Regions from separate parts of the Culex quinquefasciatus genome. Here region 1 is linked to region 2. Evidence: chromatin contacts called from public Hi-C data. All regions are on one chromosome and are shown on one strand. The core of a region is the stretch at or near the end of the contact, and the rest is flanking DNA. Distances in the headings are between cores, read along the strand shown. Region 1 holds the start of LOC6052288 (actin-histidine N-methyltransferase). Region 2 holds the start of LOC119769707.

Region 1 (6,919 bases), core at 2,497-4,996, 190 kb before region 2:
TAATAACATCAAAATGTCGGTTTTCAGAAAGAATTACTCAATTTTGGAAAACTTATTTTCAGTAAATAACACCAAAATTCGACCAACTGCAGAGTCCATACAAACAAACAAACAAACTCGAATTTTTTTGTGTTTGACAGTTTGCCAAACTATACAAACTTGTTTGCTGAAAACTCGCCAAAAAAGCTTAATGTTTTGGCTGATGCCCGAAGTGATTTGATTAAATTTGTCGGCACCTTCCGCAAACGTCAAACCATACAAAATTAGAGAGCTTTATGACGTTTCGCGTACGCACCATTTGATTTTGCTGGCCGGACAAAAATTTAACCTCAATCGTACGTACACGCAACACATGCGCACGGAAAAACCTCTATTTGTATTGATTTGACGTTTGCTGAGGGTGCCCAAAAGTTTGATTATTGGCTGATGCACGAAGTGATTTGTTTACCTTTTTTTTGGTACCCTCCGCAAACGCCAAACTATACAAAATTGCTGCCGGTTCTATTCCGGGAGGGATTTGGAAAAAGATCAGGCAGCAATTTGTATTGATTTGATGTTTGCTGAGGGTGCCGGAAAGTTTGGTTATGTTCTGCTTGCAAAAGACAATGCTGACGTTTCAAGGAGCTATTACACTACGGCAAACAAACAAACAAACTCGTACTTTTTGACAGTTTGCCTTGATCTGTTTGTAAAAACGTCAGCCTGCATACGTTTTGCCTTGTTTGCGAGTTTGGCAAACTGTCAAACACAAAAAAGTGCGAGTTTGTTTTATGTTTGCGGTAGTGTAATAGCTCCTTCAGCAAACAATTGCAGGTTAACAAACAAAGCAGGCAAACTGTCAAAAAGTTGGTTTGTTTGTTTGCCGTAGTCAAGTAGGACTTCCATAAACATTCCTATTGATTTATAAAATCATCGGCAAAACAACATTTAACTAGCTTTTACCGTACATCGGTTGTTTGACGCAATCTCCTGAACTGTAGAATTTTGGTAAAATTGAACCGATTTTTTTTACAAGCCCACTGATTTTGCCAATAGCATTTGCTTCAACGTTCAACATCGGTACAAATGACTCAATTACTCTCAGGTCTACAACGGCTCGCACGAGGAACCCTACCGGAACCCGCGCGCCCCGGTTCACTTGGTAACAGGTTCCGCCGGCTGCAAGGAGGGCCGCGAACCGTTCATCCACAAAATCCCCGACTGGAGTGCCATCCACAGCCGCGACTACGGGTACACCCGCATGAAGGCGCACAACCGGACGCATCTGTACTTTGAGCAGATCTCCGTGGACAAGGAGGGCGCGGTCATCGATTCGTTCACCATCGTCAAGGACCGGCACGTGCCGTACAAGCAGCTGCTGGAGGATGACAGCGAGGACGACGCTTAAAAGTCGACAGCGTACTTTGTAATACATTTATTTTAATTTTTAGTGTTTTTTTTTTGTGCTACAAGTTTTAGATCATTCCGGAGGGTTTTGGCGAGTTACCAAAGTAATTAAGACGATCTGAGTTATGGCCTTCTCTGTGCTCTGCATAAGATTAGTGCTCTGAATACAGTAAATATACGATTTATCTAAACGCAATAATCCGGCTTATCACAGATTCTGGGAATACTTTACGGGTTCTTGGGTTTACTTCGTTGATCTCCTCATCGTCGTTAAAAACCTAATGGCAGCTTACGGGTACATTTGCGGTGTGAAGATTATGACATGCAGATGAATTTAATGCAGTTACTATTTTGTTCGTAATGGCACTCTTAAAGCTAGCTTATCGGTAACAAATGTAAGTGGAATGTTGTTTTTCGTTGGCACAAATATTTGTTTCTTGTAGAAATATTTCAAAACATTTAGAAAAAGTTTATCGGATTACATTGAGAAGGTCACCAAAATCCTTATGATTCTGTTGGTTGAAACCGATTAAGTAATGGACGGTTATTGAGATTCAAACATCGATTCCGTAAACGTGACCTTTACAGTCGCATCATGCTGACCATCGCCGTTCCGTGGTCCTGCATCCCGTGGTTCCGGTACTCGGCCACGCACGTCTTGGTCAACGGTTTGCCGCTTGGTCGCTGATAGCACGCATTATCGTAGCACCGTTCCAGCTCCTGAACAAAGTCCATGATGAGCCGTTGGTTGCCACCGTTAGGTCCCACGTAGTAATCGCACTGGTACGAGAAGCGCTTCATGTCCCGGATGCAGCAGTCCAGAAACTCCGAGTTGGCGCTGAACCACTTGTTCAGACTAGTCAGCTGGATGTGGGCTCGCTCGGCGAGAATTCCCGTCACGTACGTGTCATCGATCCAGAAAAATGGTGTGCGCTCCGACTGGAGCACCAACTCCCGAGCCGTCCGCTGGTTCGTGATGTAAAGCCAACCGGACAGATACGGCGGATACACGTCGGCAGGAAACTCATCTCGGCTGACAAACCACTTGTTGGCTTTTAGGCGAATCACCTTTTTGTTGGTGAAGGTGAAACCTGCTAAAAGGTACCGCTGTTCCGGCTTTTGATGACTGTCCAAATCGGACAGATAGTTCTGGATGTAGAACGGATCGTAAACGATGTCGTCATCCATTTTGATCAGGAACTTGGCTTTTCTGCAATGTTCGGTTCCCCATTTCAGACTCATTATGTGTTTGTACGTGAGATTTCTGTAAGCTTCTAGGAACTCTCCTTGTATCAAATCTCCGAAAATTCGCTGTTCATCAACGATGGCTTTTTGAACCATAAACTTCTCCCTGCTCGGAATAGCTGCCAAGGAAAAAATCCGTAGCAATCCCATCGAGATCAACTTCTGTTGCGAAATAGCTTGTCTGTGAGCCGACCTGAGCGCATCATTTCCAACGTAGGACGTCACCAGGATAACTCCTAAAACAACAACCATCAACGTCTTCGAATGACCCAACCCAAATCCCGTAACCACTCACCCAGCAGCTCGGAGAAGCTCCCGTTCTCCTTGCAGATGTCGTTCCCAATTTGGAAGCGAAAGTCCGTCAGATTTACCAACCGCTTGGGATCCGCCGGAGATTCCCGCGTATCGTCGCCCTCGTTGCCATCGGCGCTTTGCAGCAACGTCAGGTAGCCGCGTCCACTGCCGGAACCGGTCGCTTCCAGGGGCTTCAGGAACAGATAGTGCCCGTCGCTGTCCACTTGGAACGAGTAGCGGTAGACAAGGTACAGGATAAGCAGCGCCACGGTGAACGCCAGGAAGCGGTGGAACTTTCGCATGGTGGAGGAAGGAGATCTTTACGAGCTCATTGGGTGGATTTAATTACGGCACTGGTTAATGGAAAATCCTTGGTCGTGGGTGGAGAAACCTTGTTTACGTAAAGATGTAAATAAAACAAATAGGGTTACGTAGCCAATCAGTGGTTAGAACGATTGACACGAAACTACGTTTCCGACTGTTCCAGCAGAATACTCGATGATTGTTTCTGCTGGAGCTCCGCAACGTTACAAGACTGATTTATTTCTCATTCACTCACGCATACGACAACATTGATCCCGAAATCCGGAGATTCGAGCTTAAACAGAGACTCACCTTTCGGACGTAGCGCCATCACTGCTTTTCTATCTTACTAAAACGTCAAAACAAACTTTAGCGCTCGCTAGCTTTGATTACTCGCTAAATTTTAAACTCCAAAACTGGTCGCTTCCTCCTCGTTCCGTCGCTGTTTCAGCTTCAACAACGTCCCGTCGCCCGGCTGTCAGAACTTTTGACATTTGCCTCTTTTGTTTTGATTCCGCCCCTTCGTGACGTTTGCTGCACTTGCCGGTCCGTGAAACAGATACGCAACGTACCGTAGAAAAATATGAGACTTTTGATGTAAATAAATCCTAACTAGCGGTACTCTTGCGTCAGTTCCACCGTCCACAAATAGCTATTTTTAACGGAAGTTAACGTGGGCCCCCGACCTCAAAACGGTTCGTTCCGGTTTCGCTCTGTACACACACGCACGCAAGTGTGCAGTTTCGTGTCACGTTCCGTCGTGTGGTAGAACGTGAAAAAATCGAGATTTTTTGTCACGTTTTTTTATTGGGTGGTTCGGGAATACGAGAAAAACAAGTGACGGCCGGTTTAATCGGGAAGACGTGGTGTGCGGTTGGTACTAAATAGCGGGCAGTTAATCGTAAATAAATAACAATCAAGCAATAAATCTCGAAAGTGTCGCCGCCGGTGGTGTTTTGTCGTGCGATACTGACCTAATCAAATAAATCGGTGCGTGTGAGTGTGATTAATCGTGGGTAGATCGAGTGCAAAAGGGAGATCACATTTGGGTCGGGGTTTAACCATTTCTGGAAGAAATTAACTTTATTAAATTCAAATTTATCTGTAAACAAAAAAGATTGAATTTGAAAGGTGGTTGACCTAGGGCACATGTGCAATCTGCCCTATATTTTTAATAGTTTGAAAGATTTGTTCATTTTATTTTAAGCCGATTAAAGGACGTATTCGCCTGTTTTGCCTGAAAAAAAAATCACTCAAACTACACTCAACCGAGGGTTGCATGATTTTGCTGAAAAATTTACGTGAACGTATATCGGAATCCAACAGTGTTACCACATGCTCGTCTGTATCAGAGGGTCCAAAAATCTGTCTTATCTGTACCAAGCATGGCGAATATCTGTACCATTATCTGTACGGTATATTTTTTGTAAAAAACTTTTTTTTAACATGCATTTTGAACAATCTTATGACAACACTAAACGCTGATATGCAGCTTGGAAGGAACGCAAAACTCCATATAAAAAACATCTAAGAAACGGCCAAGGAAAGCCGTTTCTTCGCGTGACGTTCCTTCGCGCGATGTTTGTTTGCAAAAGTTCTAGTGAAAAAATTTAAATATTCAGAATTTGTTTATTTTATTGCAACTGAAAGTCATAAATGTATCAATAATTTTGTAATCGATATTATAATATTGAAAATTCCGAATTGCCTCTTGATGCCGAATCTCAAAAAGCAGAATCTTGAAATTAAAAGGAAGGATTTTGTATTTTGCTTGAAAAGAAGTAAACCAAAGAGAAAATTAATAAACACACAGATTCAAAAATACAAATATTAAAACTAAAAAAATCTATGGTTAAGAAAATAAAAAGAAATATATATACAAAATAAAATTTAAAAATAACAAATTCAAAGCTTTAAAATTCTAATAATTAAAAATTAATAAAAATAAAATAATATAATTTAATAATTCATACATTCAAAATCCTTCAAATTCAAAATTATAATCCAAAAAATTTAAAATTCTAAATAAATATCTAGAATTTCAAATCATACCCAGATTAAAATTTTTCAAAATATCAAAGAATTCAAGAATTAAAGCATTTATGAATTTAAGAATTTAAGAATTTAAGAATTTAAGAATTTAAGAATTTAAGAATTTAAGAATTTAAGAATTTAAGAATTTAAGAATTTAAGAATTTAAGAATTTAAGAATTTAAGAATTTAAGAATTTAAGAATTTAAGAATTTAAGAATTTAAGAATTTAAGAATTTAAGAATTTAAGAATTTAAAAATTTAAGAATTCAAGAATTTAAAAAATTAAGAATTTAAGAATTTATAAATTTAAGAATTTAAGAAATTCAGAATTTCAGAATTTCAGAATTTCAGAATTTAAGTATTCAGGAATTTAAGAATATAAGAATTCAGGAATTTAAGAATCAAATAATTTAAGTTAGACTGTAATCCATATTCATACAGACTGCAGTCCCGATTGATCCAGTTTACGGTACAAAACATGATTTATCGAAAACTTTCAATAAAATTTACTTTGACCATATTCCATTTACTAAATAGTTTAATGTGACATAATGGTGTTACCTTTCAAGAAACAAATAATAATGTTTTGAAAAAAACGAGGATTAAATTTTGTAATATTCAGGCAACTACATGGCGGTTGTAAATATGTTTCAAATTTAGTGCATGTAAAGTATGGAATGCTAAAAAGATAATTTTTATTATCAAACTTTTTTTTTTGCAAAAAATGCTTTAAATGCAATAAGCAAGATTATGAATATGAAAAAATCATGTTGTTTTCATATAATTTAAAAATATACTCAAATTAATAAAAAAAATACAATGAACTTTATGCCACATTATTTTCTGTATGGTTCAGTACAACTTTTATTAAATTTTTGAAGTATTTTAGATTTTATTTTACCTGTGTTCTCCTTCATTTCAAAATCATTTTTGAGAAGAATGGGAAATGCTGTAAATTATGTTATAACTTTATTAGAACGAAATGCTATAAATTATTTGTATTAGGTCCTTGTCGGTACTGAAACCTGGTTAGCAATGAGTCTGCTTTTGTAAATGCAGTTTTCTTAAACCTAAGAAAATCCTAAAACTACAGAGGATCTTGTGTGTAAATGTTTGTGGGAGGAAGCCAATTACCCGCGGCGTACTGGGGGTTAGTATTTTAAGAGAGACTCCTAGTTCAAAATATTCTAGCATAAATGGATCTAAGATCGTTAAAAAATATAAGCATGATCCATTTCTAAATGTTTCAAAAGTTAAACTAGATTTAATCAATGAAAAGTTTTTAAATGTTGAGATAATTGCAATAACTGCAATTGAATAGTTACAATAATATCATTTTGAGTAAGAATCTTTTTTATCTGAAAATCTGTAAAAATCAGTACGGTGATCCAAATATCTGTCATCTGTACGTACAGATTCTGTACTCAGATCTTTGCTGAAAATCTGTACCATGACAGATAAATCTGTACATGTGGCAACGCTCCAACACGTTAAAACCGTGATATCAAAGAAGCAAAGCACAACAATCTTCTATGTATTGGTGAGGACTGTAGATCGGGTCGGTGCGTTTCATGCATATTTTGATAGAAAAGCTATTATTAAATGTAGCAAGACCAGGATAACAGTTTCGGCAGCATTTCTAGCCTGTGGGTGTAGC
Region 2 (7,191 bases), core at 3,896-6,395:
TTACATAAAACTTCATTTTGTTCCAAAAATCACTATTTTTTCAAAAATTCATTACTCGGCGACAGATGTTTTGACCATGTTTCTCTATGGCTCAAAAGTTGCGAATTTTTATCCCCTAAACTGCCGTTCTACGCATAATTGTCCCATGTCATTTTTGGACGATTTTGACTTTTTAACATTTTTAAGTTTAGTTTGTCGTATATTTTAAGAAAAACACATAAAATCGGGTACTTTGTTCGGAAACTCATTGAAAACAACATAAAGTCTGTTTGTCCCATCGTTAAACTTCTACGCATAATTGTCCCACCAAGTATTTTCTTATACGGAATCATTAGTTTTATGTAGCATTATGTTGTGTTTACCTGTTGTTTAGCAAGAGGATCACAAATAAGAGTGATACACTGCTAACTAGGGCAATTAGGGACACATAGGGCGTATAGGAACCCACGGGACAATTATGCGTAGAAACACAGAAATCGATCGAAAAATTTCAATCGCGTTTTTCTCAGTTGCACTTTTTCGAACATGGGACAATTATGCGTAGAACGGCAGTAAAACACATAAAAAATCTCGAAAATCAAAAAATACGTATTTTTGGAAATTGAGTTTTTGTGAAAAAAAGTTGATTAAAAAATCTGCAATTTTTTTCCGTGTACTTATTTTTTTCTCAAAAGTCCTCAACAATACCTACAACTTTGCCGAAGACACCAAATTGATCAGAAAATTCACTCAAAAGTTACATTGAATATACCATTTTTGTATCGACAGCAGCCAAAATTGTATGGAGACTTGTATGGGTGAACCAATGACGCAAAATAGCTAATTTGGTCATAGGGAAGGCCCCCACAAAGTTTTAGTCAAATCAAAAAATAAAAACGGTCGAAATCGGCCGATTTCGTAGAGAGTTGCTCATATGTTGCTATTAGTAATATTTGTGTTAAACTGAGTAAGGGCTCAAACCTCACTTGTTAGAAGAAAAGAGTGAAGATTGAAAACAATAGATAGTCAAAGAGAATATATTTTATAAAAAATCAAGAATCAATAGTAAGAGAATGATGAGAATAAGCTGGATGTAGTAGATGTAAAATAAGACAATAGTTAATAAATATAGATTAAAAAAACTAGCTTAGATTATAGTAATGATTATTTATAGGACAGATAAAGAATTATTCAAATAAATAGATTCGCAATAAAATCCAAAATAGTTTAGGCACATGATAAATAGACTTGATATTAATAGTACAACATTAAGGAAAAGTATATTTTAAAAGAAAAAAAAACAAAGCTTGTTACAGCAGTATCAGTTGGTAAAAAATGAGTGGAAAAGCTTTTGAGAGATGAGAGAATCAAAAGTTAGTAAAATAAAAATCAAATGATAGATATTAAATAGAAGAATCAGTGAAGAAGTGAGAATCAGTAGAGCAAAATAAAAATAGGAGATAGGTGGTAGCTGAGAATTAAGAGAAGAGAAGCCCAGTTGTGCGATGTTTCAGGTACATCCAGTTGATAAACTTTAAAAAATATTTGCTACGGCCTTACTTTACATTGAAAATTGGATTAATTTGTACGTAACAAGACGTAGCTGAGCAAGGAAACAGCATTTCGGATTTTTGATAAAATAACACTTTCGCCAAATCATTTTATCAGTTCAGTCATAAGAAAACTATGTTTATTTCCTTTTCTCTCGTTTTCTTCGGCTTCTAAATCATATGTACAGTTTTGTTTTATCAAATTCACGACTTCTGTTGATAAGTTATTAAAGATATCTTTAAAAATTCAGTTTTGTAACGTGTCTGTTAATCAGATTCACTATATATTCTATAGAGAAAAAAAATATTAGTATTAAGAGTTTCCTTATCCGCTAGTGTTATTTAAAGTTTGTTACTTTTGTTTGATAACGATTTACACGTTTTGTTTAGCTTTCTTTCAGCAATTTTCCTCTCTGTAGCTCAAATCGTGCTGCTGTGAATCCCGTTCATGTACTCGTCCATCTCCTTGTCCAGCGAGCTCTTCGTGTTGGCCATGTACGTGTCCAGTTCCTTGTCCAGCTGCTCCTTGCTCTTGGGCGGCACGGCCGGGAAGCGTCCTCGGGATGCTAAAACAGTACGAACGATGTGATTTCTGTACGATTCTTGTATGACAATTTCGCCAATTCCCGCCGCCGCCCTCACTAACCATTACGTCCACGTTGCGCGCTTCGGCCCCGCGTCTGGGACGCGGCCCGACCACGCGACCGGGACCGACCGCGGCGATTTCCGCCGGCTGCCTCCGCCGCCGCCGCCGCCGCAGCTCTTCCACCTCGGAACCCCCCGCGTCCACGTCTGCAAGTAGAACCGAAGGGCGAAGGATGGCTTTAGGGTTGATTTGCGTCGGGGGTGGGTGGCGAATTTGATCGATGCAAGAAAACGGGACGACCACGTGAATGCTTAAAATGGAACCCGCTACCCAAAGCCATCCTTGCGCGCACGCACACACACACGCGAGTTTGTTTTGCGGAACCTCTCGGAACGGATTTGTTCATGGCTACAAGTAGAAAGAAAGCATTACATGCACAAATTCAAATGTAAACTATACCATAGGGTGCTGATACCGCGCACTCGTCGCAACGTCAACGAATCTTGCCTAGGGGGGATGTGTGTTTGTTTGTGCTACCATACCGAAACCTCCGGGACCCGGCCACGCTTCGCCCAGTGCTCCTCCTCAACGAAAGTGACGGATTTCTTCGATGCGTACAAGAACGTTGCAAACCGCGGAATAGCTTCGCGCTGCGCTGGAACGGCTTAATTCTGCAAGAAAAGCACACTTTTGGGAGGTGCGAGCGCGTTACGGTTGCGGCAAGTCCGTTTAAATTGGCGCGCCAACGCGGTTAAGGTCTCTGTCTTCTTCTGGGCACAATGAGAACTAGTTTGCTTGATAAGGTGGAGTTTCGCTGTCCATGACTTGCAACGATCAGTAACCTATTGGCGGGTGGGGTGTTGATGGTAAACCAGGCTTGGAACGCTTGTTGGAGTTCCGAGTTTTGGATAAAGATGTCTTCTTTGAGGATGAAATGGTCTTCAAAAATCAAACTGCACTTTGAGCGCTCCAAGTTGTGTTCAATTCAAGATTTGGTTATCTGGCGAGATGTTGACGTTCGTTTGCTTGTGTTTGAAGACGTTGTTGGCCCATAAGTTGTTGATTTAGGGAATTGCTTATTCATTTCGACCTGGTGGCTTCTACTCCGAGCTGCTTGAAAGGTTACTGACCGATTGCCAAGTGCAAACACTCACAACAGTACTCCGTGTCCTGGATAATATTAGCGATTAGCTTGAAATAAAACTCCGTCCACTCGACCCTGGAGCAAACTGTGGTTCTACGAGAAAGGTCCCCCAAACTACGGTTGGTGCAGGAGTGTCAGATTTCTTGTAGATCAGATCGGCAAATCCATGTTAAAGAGATCCGAAAGGTATGCATCCTGTCACGGGTGGTTCCCAGAATTCTTCCTCAACCAAAGCATCGTGGCCATTACCTCTGCAGGGTGCGTCCCGGTCTTCCGCCGGCGTTTCCGTTCCGTCCAACGGCGCCTGCTCCTCCGCCTCCCCGTCGCAGTCCCCGTTTGCCAATGCGTCCTCCGCGGAATCCGCCACCGGACATGGGACGCGCGGTACGGTTGCCGCCCAACCGGCCATTGACCGAGGCCGAGCGCGACGCGGATCGTGCCTTCATCGTGCTGTTGCGACGCTGCAGCATCGGGCCACGTCCTCCACGGCCGCCGCCCCGCCCGACGCGACCTTCGAAGCCGGCGTTTCTTCCGTTGGCAGCACTGCGAGATCTGGCGCGACCGTTGGCCGCGGGATTGCCGCCACGGGAGCGCGACCGGGAGACTCGTCCTCCGGGACCACCACCGCGGGCGCCCGAGTTGGACCGGGAACGACCCCGCGAACGGGACTGATTGCGCTGCTGCGAGCGACCTCGGACGCGGGACCGGCTACGCCCGTTGGGGTTGCCCAACCGGGCCGCAAGGCTGGCCTGCGAGTTGGAGCGCTTGAGTGGCGACTTGCGCTCGTAATAGTCGGCGTTCATTCTGTGGGAAGATCCGGAATTAGACCCCTATCTCAGCGCAAGCTTTCGTGCCAACTTACGTAGCAATATCCGACAAACTGTTGGACCGCTGCATTCGCCGGGAACCTCCGGCCAGCGTGAGTGTGTTGCCGGCCGCACGGCGCAGCTGTACGCGGGAACTTATGTTGCTGCGATTGAGTCGCTGACGGCCAGATCTGATATTTCTCTGCAGAAAAAAAAACAACAAAAGTCAACAACAGCTCCAACTACCCTAAAACAAACTCACATTTCGCAACTGAAGCGCCGATCGCTGCTGTCCCAGGTGGCGCCGGTCCAGCTGACTGACAAAGGCCCGGTTCGCAAGCGAACCGCGCGACGGAATCGAATCGACCGAGTTGGAGCGCTTCCGGAGTCCGCCGGATGAGCCGCCACTCCCGGAGGAACGCCCCGACGAACCGCCGCCGCCCCCTTTCTCCGGCGGGCTCACCTTGGACATGATCGTGAACCGGTCGTTCAGCGACACGCCGGTCGAACTGTTGAAGTGAATCTTGCTGACCGGATTCATCATATTTACGACGCTTTCAAACGTTTCTTAACAAAACCGCACCACAAATCCACGGTCAATCAAAGATGGCGGCGCGAGTCTGCAAGAAAACCAAAAGAAAAAGGTGGTCCATCAGCCGAGTGTCCAGGCGCCTACTACGCCGTACAGCCGAAACCCACGTTCTATTTATGGAGCTGTGACTCGCGTGCGTTTCTTTGGTTACGAAATATTTTACCTAAATTTGCTTCTGCCAGCATTCACTTTTCTCCTCCCACGGCCAACAATGCAGAGCGCGTTGACCTTTTTTGAACTTTATTCACACACGAAAAGCCAAATTTCTCCTCAAATCCCTTCACTTCCTTCTCAAACCAAAAAAAAAAAAGTATCTCACGCCAAAATCACCTTCAACCTTCACAGCGATGATCCGGAAACGAGAATTTGATCTTGAAAAAAAAAAAGCAAAGCAGTCGGCGAACAAAAAAAACGGGATCACGACGACGACGGCAACGCGAAAATTCACGTCCGTTCGCGACGACGATTGAGAATTTTGTGAGAAAGGAAAAGAATCAGAAGCGGCGGCAAATGGAGGTGCAAAATGAAAGCGAAGAGGGCGAAATTCTGCCTCCTTCATGACAGGCAGCAGCCCAGGTGGTGAAATTTATGGTACGTTCGTTTGAGCATAGACTAAATATATATAGATATGCCACTCCCCTGTTGGGGCTGGTGACGCTACCGCCACGCCACTTTTGCACCTGGTGGCGATTCACAGGTACTAATTTTGGATATTTCCGAAGGGAAACGTTGTTTTCCCCAGTTTCAGTTCAGCGTTCTGGAGGTTGCTATGATAGCAACCTCTGTTTTCAAACTTTGACGTATCAACTTCTCGGGAGCAAGTCAAAACATTTCGATAATCAGAGAATCTTGCCTTTTCGCGATTTTTTGATGGTCATGCCAACTTTACTGCGTTAAGCTGCCTGTTTGGAGTATCGGAAATCCTGCCTTCGCCAGTACGGATTCCATACAACTTTGGCCAACCTCCTCAAATCGTTACTCCGGAAGTCGCTCAGTTCGGCTTAATGTTTTGTCGACTATGGCAGGTGAGTGAAAACAAAGTTTTACCAAAAATGCCTCCAAATTGAAAATTCTCTGCTCTGCTCTTTAAGGTTAAACCAATTCTTTGGCGAGCTACTGGGAGTCCGCTTCGACCCAGCAGACTTGGAGCTTTCCGGCCAAGCGGAGGCCAAGTCACTTTCGCTGCTGCTCGTTGCTGGAGTCTGCTTGCGCTTCACAGTCAGCCTCTGCATGTTCCGCTCCAGCGTGGCCTCGCGAATTGACTCCGTTGAGCCTAATGCAACAGAGTTCGATGAAGAAGGCGTTTCAAGAGGAACGAGAACGCGAGGCCAAGCCGAAGCACAAGCCGGATGCTACCAAGCAGCACATGGCGCGACCCACGAAGCTATCCAAAACTTGTTCCTCGAATGGCTGTGCCAACTGTCGCAGAACTGGCAGCAAATAGTGCGATTTTATGTAAAAAAAAAATTGAATAATTTTTAAGTACGAATACAAAGCTACAAAAAATGCTGAATTTGCTTACATTTCAGGTTTTACAAGTTTTTCCGTCATTCCACAAAATTTAATTCACAACCAGACTGAATTCTATTTTTATTGTAAACCGTGTAGTGTTCGTGCAAAAGGTTCACATAGTTTTTGATAGAGTTGCGCCTTGATCATTGCTTTGAAAATTCCTTTTTTCTTGAATGTATGGCTCTGAACATTGGAAAAGTCATTGACCGAGATGTAGACCTTATGCTGTTTGCTCCACTACTCCTTCCACGGCTCGGTGTAATTCTTGTAATCCCAGGTCACGTTGAGGCTTCGGATGATGAATACCCCGGAGGCCGTGCTAGCTCAATTCCAGTGTTCCCACGAGCCTAAGCCATCGGTTAGGCTAGGTTCATTTTTTTGGTTCAGGTTCACACCACACGTCGGCAAGCACCGTCGGCTCAGGCTCACTGAGTGCCGTGAGCCATGGTTCATTTGGTTCAAACCAGGCGAGGCTAGCCAAAATGAACCATTGGCTTGAACCTGGCTTGAACCTGATCAAAGAATGTTAGGCTAAACGGCAAGCTTTGTTACACCGTAGTATGCTCAAACCGTAACATTCGCTACACCGTAGTATGATTACACCGTAACATTGTTACACCACAACATTCGTTACACCGTAACATTGTTACACCGCAACATTCATTACACCGTAACATTGTTACACCGTAACATTGTTACACCGTAACATTGTTACACCGTAACATTGTTACACCGTAACATTGTTACACGGTTAAATTGTTACACCGTAACATTGTTACACCGTAACATTGTTACACCGTAACATTGTTGCACAGTAACATTGTTACACCGTAACATTGTTACACCGTAACATTGTTACACGGTTAAATTGTTACACCGTAACATTATTACACCGTAACATTGTTATACCGTAACTACGATGCAACGAATGTTGCGGTGTAACCATGTTGTGGTGTAACCAAACTACGGTGTAACGAATGGTACGGTGTAACGAATGGTGCGGTGTAACAATGTTACGTAGT

What was found. Hi-C and Micro-C count contacts between places; a contact is called where the count stands out from the background.
Region 1: a contact with region 2 is called in a Hi-C map of whole body, with 7 times the contacts expected there. The contact joins the promoter of LOC6052288 here to the promoter of LOC119769707 in region 2. A contact is called at or near these places in 2 of 2 Hi-C or Micro-C datasets (both in whole body).

The regions. Positions count from the first base shown.
Region 1 is chr3:27,890,313-27,897,231 of VPISU_Cqui_1.0_pri_paternal, reverse strand. LOC6052288 (actin-histidine N-methyltransferase) reads left to right here and starts at 3,746. Exons shown (of 4, transcript XM_038265205.1): 1 at 3,746-3,923. It overlaps LOC6042223 (beta-1,3-galactosyltransferase 5), which reads right to left and starts at 3,664. Exons shown (of 3, transcript XM_038265206.1): 1 at 3,541-3,664; 2 at 2,927-3,316; 3 at 1,400-2,867. The coding sequence starts at 3,227. The coding sequence ends at 1,969. It overlaps LOC6042222 (acid phosphatase type 7), which reads left to right. Exons shown (of 4, transcript XM_001851310.2): 4 at 1,085-1,582. The coding sequence ends at 1,387.
Region 2 is chr3:27,701,805-27,708,995 of VPISU_Cqui_1.0_pri_paternal, reverse strand. It overlaps LOC119769707, which reads right to left and starts at 5,145. Exons shown (of 7, transcript XR_005278492.1): 1 at 4,821-5,145; 2 at 4,328-4,685; 3 at 4,122-4,267; 4 at 3,509-4,063; 5 at 2,176-2,321; 6 at 1,886-2,095; 7 at 1,636-1,818.